Linked DNA regions of Pan troglodytes: regions 2 and 3 are each linked to region 1. Evidence: chromatin contacts called from public Hi-C data. All regions are on one chromosome and are shown on one strand. Each heading gives the region's core, a stretch centred on a gene start, on an enhancer-like site or on the middle of the called end of the contact. The rest is flanking DNA. Distances are from core to core; before and after follow the strand shown. Region 1 has its middle 120 kb from the start of LDLRAD3. Region 2 has its middle 23 kb from the start of COMMD9. Region 3 overlaps LDLRAD3 (low density lipoprotein receptor class A domain containing 3).

What was found. Hi-C and Micro-C count contacts between places; a contact is called where the count stands out from the background.
Region 2: a Hi-C map of induced pluripotent stem cells shows a contact between it and region 1, with 4 times the contacts expected there. The contact joins two enhancer-like sites. A contact is called at or near these places in 4 of 7 Hi-C or Micro-C datasets (blood, induced pluripotent stem cells and stem cell-derived neural progenitor cells) and 1 of 1 other capture datasets (stem cell-derived neural stem cells).
Region 3: a Hi-C map of stem cell-derived neural progenitor cells shows a contact between it and region 1, with 4 times the contacts expected there. The contact joins two enhancer-like sites. A contact is called at or near these places in 3 of 7 Hi-C or Micro-C datasets (induced pluripotent stem cells and stem cell-derived neural progenitor cells).

What each region holds. Positions count from the first base shown.
Region 1 is chr9:39,831,604-39,834,219 of NHGRI_mPanTro3-v2.0_pri, forward strand. No RefSeq gene overlaps it. Among named protein-coding and RNA genes, the nearest start is that of LDLRAD3, 120 kb to the right of the region's middle. Within about 2 kb of position 1,333, at least 11 of the 24 cell types and tissues checked have an H3K27ac peak or open chromatin away from gene starts, as enhancers often do. A contact at or near this core is called in induced pluripotent stem cells, stem cell-derived neural progenitor cells and stem cell-derived neural stem cells, where this site is marked.
Region 2 is chr9:40,277,305-40,279,920 of NHGRI_mPanTro3-v2.0_pri, forward strand. No RefSeq gene overlaps it. Among named protein-coding and RNA genes, the nearest start is that of COMMD9, 23 kb to the right of the region's middle. Within about 2 kb of position 1,332, at least 4 of the 24 cell types and tissues checked have an H3K27ac peak or open chromatin away from gene starts, as enhancers often do. A contact at or near this core is called in induced pluripotent stem cells, stem cell-derived neural progenitor cells and stem cell-derived neural stem cells, where this site is marked.
Region 3 is chr9:40,145,151-40,147,766 of NHGRI_mPanTro3-v2.0_pri, forward strand. All of the region lies in intron 4 of LDLRAD3 (low density lipoprotein receptor class A domain containing 3), which reads left to right. Among named protein-coding and RNA genes, the nearest start is that of COMMD9, 160 kb to the right of the region's middle. Within about 2 kb of position 1,286, at least 4 of the 24 cell types and tissues checked have an H3K27ac peak or open chromatin away from gene starts, as enhancers often do. A contact at or near this core is called in stem cell-derived neural progenitor cells, where this site is marked.

The DNA.
Region 1 (2,616 bases), core at 83-2,582:
TAGAAGAACACTCTCCAGAAAATCAAGGGTAGGTTTGTCTCTGCTGACTCAGCCCAGCAAACAGTGCTTCCGAAAATCACTGAGGCCTCCAAGTTCAGATTGGGAATCACAACTTTCCTTCCTGCAATCACAGAACATTCTCTGGGAAGCTAATCAGGATGACTTTTCTTTAACTGGGAAGAGTGGATTTGTGTCACTCCAGCCAAACTCTGAAGAGGCACAAGCCCTAATGAGGAAGAGATCAAGGAACATTGTTGAACGATACCCTGGTTCTCAGTATAATCCCATCTCACGACTGTGACCTTCAAGTCATAGGGCCAGTAGAGTAGGTCAAATGAGTTAAAACCCTAACTTTTGGACTTTGATAACCTTCCTTAGAGCTCTCTACTGTGAGAAGAAAAGGTCATCTGCTAGGCCATGTTCAAGCAAAGAAAAGTGGGATTTTTCCCATCTCTCATGATTCCCCAATCCCAATCCTTTAGGGTTTACCTATTCATGTTAACCAAAAACACTGAGTTGGAAGTGGAGCCAAGCCCCTTACCACTTTACCACTCCCTAACCTCATTCCTGTTATGTCTGATTTCTACCAAACAGGAGCATTAACCGAGATCCCTTTCCCCAAAACAAAAGCTTTGCCCATTTGAGGCTCTTGTTTTGTTTGGGCCCTTCTTGCTATCCTTCTCTTGTTCTGCGCTTCGTTTTCTCTGGGCCCCATTCATTCCAGTTTCACGAGAGAAGAGGAGAAAGTACAGACCACAAGAAGGAAAAGTATTGTAATTCTGGTTGCTTTTTTACCCACAGATGACGACTCCTATTGTAGCAGCCGCATCACGTGTATCATTGAGCGCTCCATCGTGCCCTTGACCCTTCCTAGTCCCGGCTCCTTGTCTTGGAGCAACAAAATGAAAAAGCTGAAGGCCAGGCGTGGTGGCTCACGCCTCTAATTCCAACACTTTGGGAGGCTGAGGTGGGTGAATCACTTGAGGCCAGGGGTTGGAGACCAGCCTGGCCAACATGGTGAAACCCCGTCTGTACTAAAAATACAAAAATTAGCTGGGCATGGTGGTTTATGCCTGTAATCCCAGCTACTCGGTAGGTGGAGGCATGAGAATCGCGTGAACCCGGGAGGCGGAGGTTGCAGTGAGCTGAGATCGTGCCACTGCCCCCTCCAGCCTTGGGGACAGAGTGAGACTCTGCCTCAAAAAAAAAAAAAAAAAAAAAAAGCTGAGGCGAACGCCTCTGCGCCCCCTAGAGGTTGGAGAGTGCAACCAACAATGAGTGTGAACACATGGAAAAGCTCAGTGCCAGCCTCCAAGCTGTTAGCAATGAAGAGGGAGCTTGTGGGGCAGGCTGATCCAAGTCCCAACCGCCCTGAAGGGAGATTATAATCCCCAGTTCCTCCTCAAGAACTTCTCCATTGTAAGGCAAATCCCACTTTTCTTCTTGCTCCCATATTGGCACCTAGATATCAAGGGAGGCAAAACCAAATCCTTGGCGTCTCAGCTCTGCTTTTGTAAACCAATTTCCCCACTAATAAGAATTGGAGATTGTGTTTCCCCGTGCAGTGCCAGACCAGGCCAGCAGGGGTCTAACATTAGTTGCTTTTAACCTACAATGACTGGCTCTCCACCGTAGTGGCTGAGTGAGTGAACTTGAAGTGAAGAGCTAATAGCCATGACTGGAGAAAACACGTATAAATAGTGCATCCATTTTTGTAGTAAGACTAAAAACAGTCCAACCCACAGGATATCGATTTTCCTTATCCACAATGAAGTGCTTGGTTTAATACACTTTTCCTGTTTAATCTGAAAATGCATTCATAAATAGAGCTATCTTAATCCAGGATCTTGGACCATCCAGATTTCTGTCTGAAACAGTTCACTAATTGCTGTTTGGTCTCTAAAGAGGATGCCATGAGGACTAAAGATTATATAATAAAAAAGACAATGTCTCAAAAAGCAAATGTCTCCAACTTATAGATGTCATAGTTTTAAAAACAAAAAAACACATGAGTTTAGTATTTCTGGATCATTCTTAAGGTTGGTATTTGAAACTGTAAGCTCAAATCTTTACATTGTCCTTGAATATATTTTCACTGTGGCTATTAATTACAACAATGATTAAATACCTAAAAAACTATTGTACTTTCCAGTTTTCAGTCTTTTTACATACATTATCTCATGTGGTCCTTTAATACAAGAAAAAAATTAGTCTCATTTTATGGCCAATGAAATTGAGGCTCAGAGAGGTAAAGAATGTTGCCTGAGATCACACCACTAGTAGTAGCAGAGCTGGTAATTTTCCATGCCAAATGCAGCAATTAAAGTCCATGGGCATTACAGGACATTTACATATGCAAACATTTATGTAATGCAACCTTATTATGAATGGCATTTTTCAGCAACTAACCTGATTTTACTTATTAATATCTATTTATATCTTGTTGCTATGATAGAATAATCATACTATAATTTCTTTAAATTAACGGAATGCATGCTTTTGATGAAGTGCACATTCCTTCACATAGCCCTCCCTGTTCTATGTTTGGCTCTTTGATGAGATAGCAGGAAGTGGCAAGAATCCAATCTACCCAGATTCAAAAATTCTCCTTATCTT
Region 2 (2,616 bases), core at 82-2,581, 450 kb after region 1:
ACGAGCTCTCTTCTCCTCAGCCTCACTGTCCTCCAGCAGTGCCCCTTCCAGCCTCTGAGGTTAGCAAAAGGCAGTGGCTGGTGGCACTGACTGAGTGACCACTCAGTCAACCCTAGTCCCTGTCAGGATAGCCATTTTTTTCATTCATTTGTTCATTCATTCCTACATGCATTCAACAAATCCTGACTGAGTATCTGTAACTACAGGCACTGTCCCAGGCCCTGTCCTTGAGAAAACGCAGATCGAGAATTGGACAATGCGGGCTACCAAGCCCTCTCATTCCCTTCTTCCTCATCCTGTCACTGCTTCTGGCCTTGAGGCCCAGAGCTGACCCGAATCATCACCCAGGACCCATTCCAGCCCCTGGCCCTGGCACTGCTGATTCTGATTTAAGTCCATTTCTTAATTTTATTTCATGAGACTAAAATGTCGTCAGAAATCAGGTTGTAAAGGACACTGAGTAATATTCTTCTGAGTTTGGGCTTTATTCTGAGTATTTTAGGCAGGAGAGTGACATTAGATTTCCATTTGCAAGACACCTGCAGCAATGAGGAGGAAGGATGGGAGGCGGGGTGAGAGGGATGGCACGATGGGAGGCAGGGAACCAGTTTGGAGGCCTTTGGACTCGTCCAGATGAGAGGTGACAAGGACTCCTTGCCATGTCCCCCCACCCCCAACCCCATCACATCAAACCTACTCTCAGAAAAGAACTGATGAGTCCTCTGATTTGTGGAAGGGCTCACCCCAGTGGAGGCACCTGTGTACATATTTGAAGTTAAACCAACACTGGGCATCCTTTATTTCTCAGACACCTTCATGTACAATGAATCCCCTCCAAGCTGCATTGCCAGGAAAAAGTACTTTCCATCTCTCTCTTTTAGAGATGAGAAACTGAGACTTAGCTCTAAGCAGACCTAAATTTGAATCCTGGCTCCACCACCTGTCCAGGTGTAGAAAGTTCCACTGTGGACTGACTGTGGGACTTGCATGGTTGCCATGAGCAAAACCTGATCTGGAAGAGTTGTATCTAATGGGCCCTAATGGTGGCATTTCAGAAGCACCGAGGAGACCCTGGGGGCTTCTGCAGCTGGGTCTGGGGAGCAGGGTTGAATGGGTGCCCTGGGTGGGCCTGCGCTGCCTGCTCTGTCTTCTGCCTTCTCTGCCTATGTTGCCCAGGGCCTGAGCAGGAGAGTTCTGTTAGGTGAAGGGTCTGGGCCTGAGGTTTTCTTTTGCAGGAAGCTTCTCCCCTTGCGGGGTTCTAGGAGAGGCCTGCCCACTACCCCACCTTCCCTCAGCTTCCCTGGTCTTTGTTCCGATTTTAGGCCAAGGTGGGAAGATAAGGAGGACGACTGCGCCATCTGCTGGGCATCTTGGGGAAGCTCCAGCTGCGCCCAGGTGAGGTTTGGCTTTTGCCCATGATAACCTTGGGTCACCAAACAGGGTATGGCCCCTTGACCAATGATCTCTTTTATAGAAGTAGCCCCAGGGATACACTTCCAGTTCAGCTGGTGCCAGGAAGCTCTCGGTACCCACAGAAGCTGCCCATTATCTGTGCGCTCAGGTGTGGGGAACAGAAAGGTGAACAGTGTGTGGGGGAAGGCACAGACACAGACCATTAAAATGCAGTGTGCTGAGGAATGATGGAGAAAACGCAGGTGGGGAAGACAGGCCAGTTAATTTGACTTCCTGGGCCCCTGTTAGGTGCTGCTCCTGAATCCAGAAGGATGACTAGGAATTAGGCCAGGATTAAGGGAAGCCATTCCAGAGAGAGGGCATGGCGGGGCAAAGCCCTGGTGACCATGCTGCCACCTCTGCTCAGGCCCAGGGCTAGTGCCTCTTTCCTGCCCTCCTCCAGCAGTTGGAGACTTTGCTGACCCCTTGGAAGTGCTGGTCCCTGAACTCTACAGTGGCAGGAGCTCAGAAGATCCACGTCTGCCCCTCCACTTACCACCTCAGCAGCAGCTCCTTCCTACCCTCATCCAGAGTTCCCAATCCCTACCTCTTCCTACCCAAGCCAAATAGTGTGGCTGGGAGACTGCTATGAACAAATCTCCCACGCTCACAGACTCAAAACCAATAAAGGCCAGAAATCAATGCTGGAGAATGAAAGCAAGCTGGAGAATGATGAAATCACCTAGTTGGTGAATTAGGGCCCAGCTGAGGTCGATTTAGGACGAGCAATTCAAGTGAGCGTGAATTCTGTCAGTCTGCCATTCTATTGCATTCAATCTAATTCAGGCATGGTTTACTACACAGGTCAAATCCTGTGAGTTTGTGGAAGAAGTGGGATGCAAAGGGACATTTATGGGGCAATGTACTGTGCGCCAGTCACAGTGGAAGATATCATGGATACCGAGTGAATGAGACATGGTCTCTGTCCTCAAGAAGCACCCACATCACCACCTGCTCCTCCCCACCACTGCATAGCTCCTTTCTGTTCTTTTCTCTTCCTGCAGAAAACCTGCTTCCAGGAAAGCAACTGATAAATTAAGCCACACTGAGCTGTAGTCAACTGAGTGGGTGTTTATGACCGTACCTGTGAATTGTCTCTCACTATCTGCTCTATTTCAGTAAAATACAGAAACCCACTAGCTCATTCTCCTGCCCTCCCCCACC
Region 3 (2,616 bases), core at 36-2,535, 310 kb after region 1:
TCAACCCCGGGCTGAGCGCCTGCTTTGTGCAAGTCATTCAGGCTTCATCAAGGCACTATGTTAATGTTAGGTCCTTCTTACAGATCAGCCCACGTAGTCCTCACAGCAGCTGGTTGAAGAGCTATTATCATCATCCCCACTTGGCAGTGGTAGGTAGAGGCTGAGGCTGAGAGAGTTGCCCAGGTTCACTCTTCTGGAAGGAGCCAGCTCTGGAATCTGGAATTCAGCCCCAGGCCTCTCTCAGTCCAAGTCCAGTGCGCACGATCTCTTTCATGGACTGCCTCCCATTCTCAGGATCGTAATGTCTTTATCTAACCCTGCTGGTGGCCAGAAGCCTCTACCTGGTACCCGTCACAACCCAGGTGAGACCAGGCATCTCAGGATGCCTCACCTGACTTCCAGCTGGAATCCAAGCTGAGCTGTGCAGTTGGCTCAAAGGGTGGCCAACCAGAGGAGCAGATTTATCCACATTGGCATCAGAAAAACCACTCTAGGCGGGGCACAGTGGCTCATGCCTGTAAGGCTCATGCCTTGAGAGGCTTTCCCTGTTCTCCCAGCTGTCACCCCACCACCAGTAATCTGTGCTTAAACGAGCTGTCTTGCCTTTCCACACAAATGAATTGGAGATGGTGAGGCTCGAGGCAGCAGCAGACGCATCTCAAAGCTGGTTTGGGGCATAAGAGCTTTCTCTCTATGTGAATAACCTGCTTCGGAGCCTTCTCAAGGATAGGGAGGTTGGTATTTATATAAAGTGAGGTTTTCGAAATGAACAGAGGTATGAGCTGCCTGGCAGTGTCCTGGAACGAGCCAGTTTGTAAAATAACTACTTTTTTGTTGCTTTGGGGCTAGAATACATTATACCAGAGTAAGAGATGGTAACTGACTACATTATTGTATTTATTTCTTAGGAATGAAAACACTATACTATTCCTATTATTGGGGATGCTTTGCCTTTTAAAAAAAATTATGGTGAAATATACATAACAGAAAACCTACTGTCTTAGCCATTTTTAAGTGTATGGCTCAGTAGCATTAAGTACTGAATTATTGTGATGATTTGCCTTTTGAAATCCAGAAAAGAATACCTGGGTGTATTTTGTCCAAGCATGTAATATTGCTTCCTTGACTCCTATTTATAGTTTCTAACATTTGCATGGTTTATTCCAGTTTGTATAGTCTATATCACACATCTTGCCTCATTGAACCCACCTGGGGCCTGGGGTGGGCTGGGCAAAGGACCAGAGGAGCTTAGGTGTTGGGTGGTCTTTGTTTCGAGCATGTTCTAGTGCCATCTAGCGTCTGTGGGACCTTGTGCTGGCCAGGCTAAGGCTGTTGGATTTCCCCTGCTTGGGGCGATGGCTCTGTAAAACCCAAATAGCTTTAAAAGAGCACCAAGGAGATGTTTGTCTTTTTAAATCAGCTGGGATTTTTTTTTTTTTTCCAGCTCTGATCCCTTGGAAACTTACAACTAAAATTCATTTCATTAGCAGTCAGAACAGTGTGTCCCTTTGAAGTTCAGACAGGGTGAGATTAATATGAACCCGATATTAAGCTATTAAGCATCAGTTTGCCAAACCTATTTATAAAGGAGAGTGGAAGACGGAAAATAAAGGAGGCTGCATTAAGAGGCTCCTTTGCCAAGTCCACTGTCTCTTGTTGGAAAATGTGTCTCAATAACCCGTTTTTGTGTGAGAGAAGAGAAAAAGAAAACGTGTGACTGTGTGTGTGTGTACACATGCTTCAATGATGTGTGATTATCTAATAAGAGCAGTAATGCAGCGTGGCTAAACTTACACAGTGTTGACTGTGTGCCCAACACTGTTCTTAGTGCTTTATATTTAAAATTTGTTAAATCACACAACAACCCAGAAGGAGTAGGTGTCATTATTTCCCCGTTTTATAGATGAGAAAACTGGGGCACACAAAGGTTGGGTGGTTTGTCAAAGGTCACAAAGCCGCAGTAAACATTTTGTGATAGAGAAATTGTTCAGGACTCAGAAGCACATGGATTTTTAATTCGGGTTTCAGGTGATGTTGTGTTTTTTCTTCCTATCCATACATCACTTTTGAGCACCTTACAGTCCCGATAGGAGAGGACCTTACATAGTGCTTGTCAAGTGAATGCAGCGGTTTAAGCCCATGTGGGGTTTTTGGCTTGTTTTAACGCACTCATAAGTAACGTACTCATGCGGGGCTGTGTATACAGAGGGAAGAGCACCACGTTAGTCAGCAGGTTTGAGTTTGGTCCTCAGCTCTGTGGCTTCCCAGCCACGTGACCCTGGGCAAGTGACTTCCTCTCCCCAGCCTCAGTTCCCCCCTTTTGGGGATAATAGAATGAGTTTTATAGTGTTTTGGGGTTTTTATTTTGAGAGGATAAATGAGATACTGATTAAAACAGCATCTTGTCTAGTGTTTGGCCCATGGTATGTGCTCATTAAATTTTACCTTTGTTTACCTTTTATCTGGAAACTTAAACTTACTTAGCTCTCCTTTTGCATTTTCTGGCATCTCCTGCAGTGATGATTCATCTTCCTTATGGCCTAAGAAGGCCAAGTCCATTTGTCCATTTTCTTTTTTCTTTTTTTTTTTTTTCAGTTGAGATGGGGCCTTGCTATG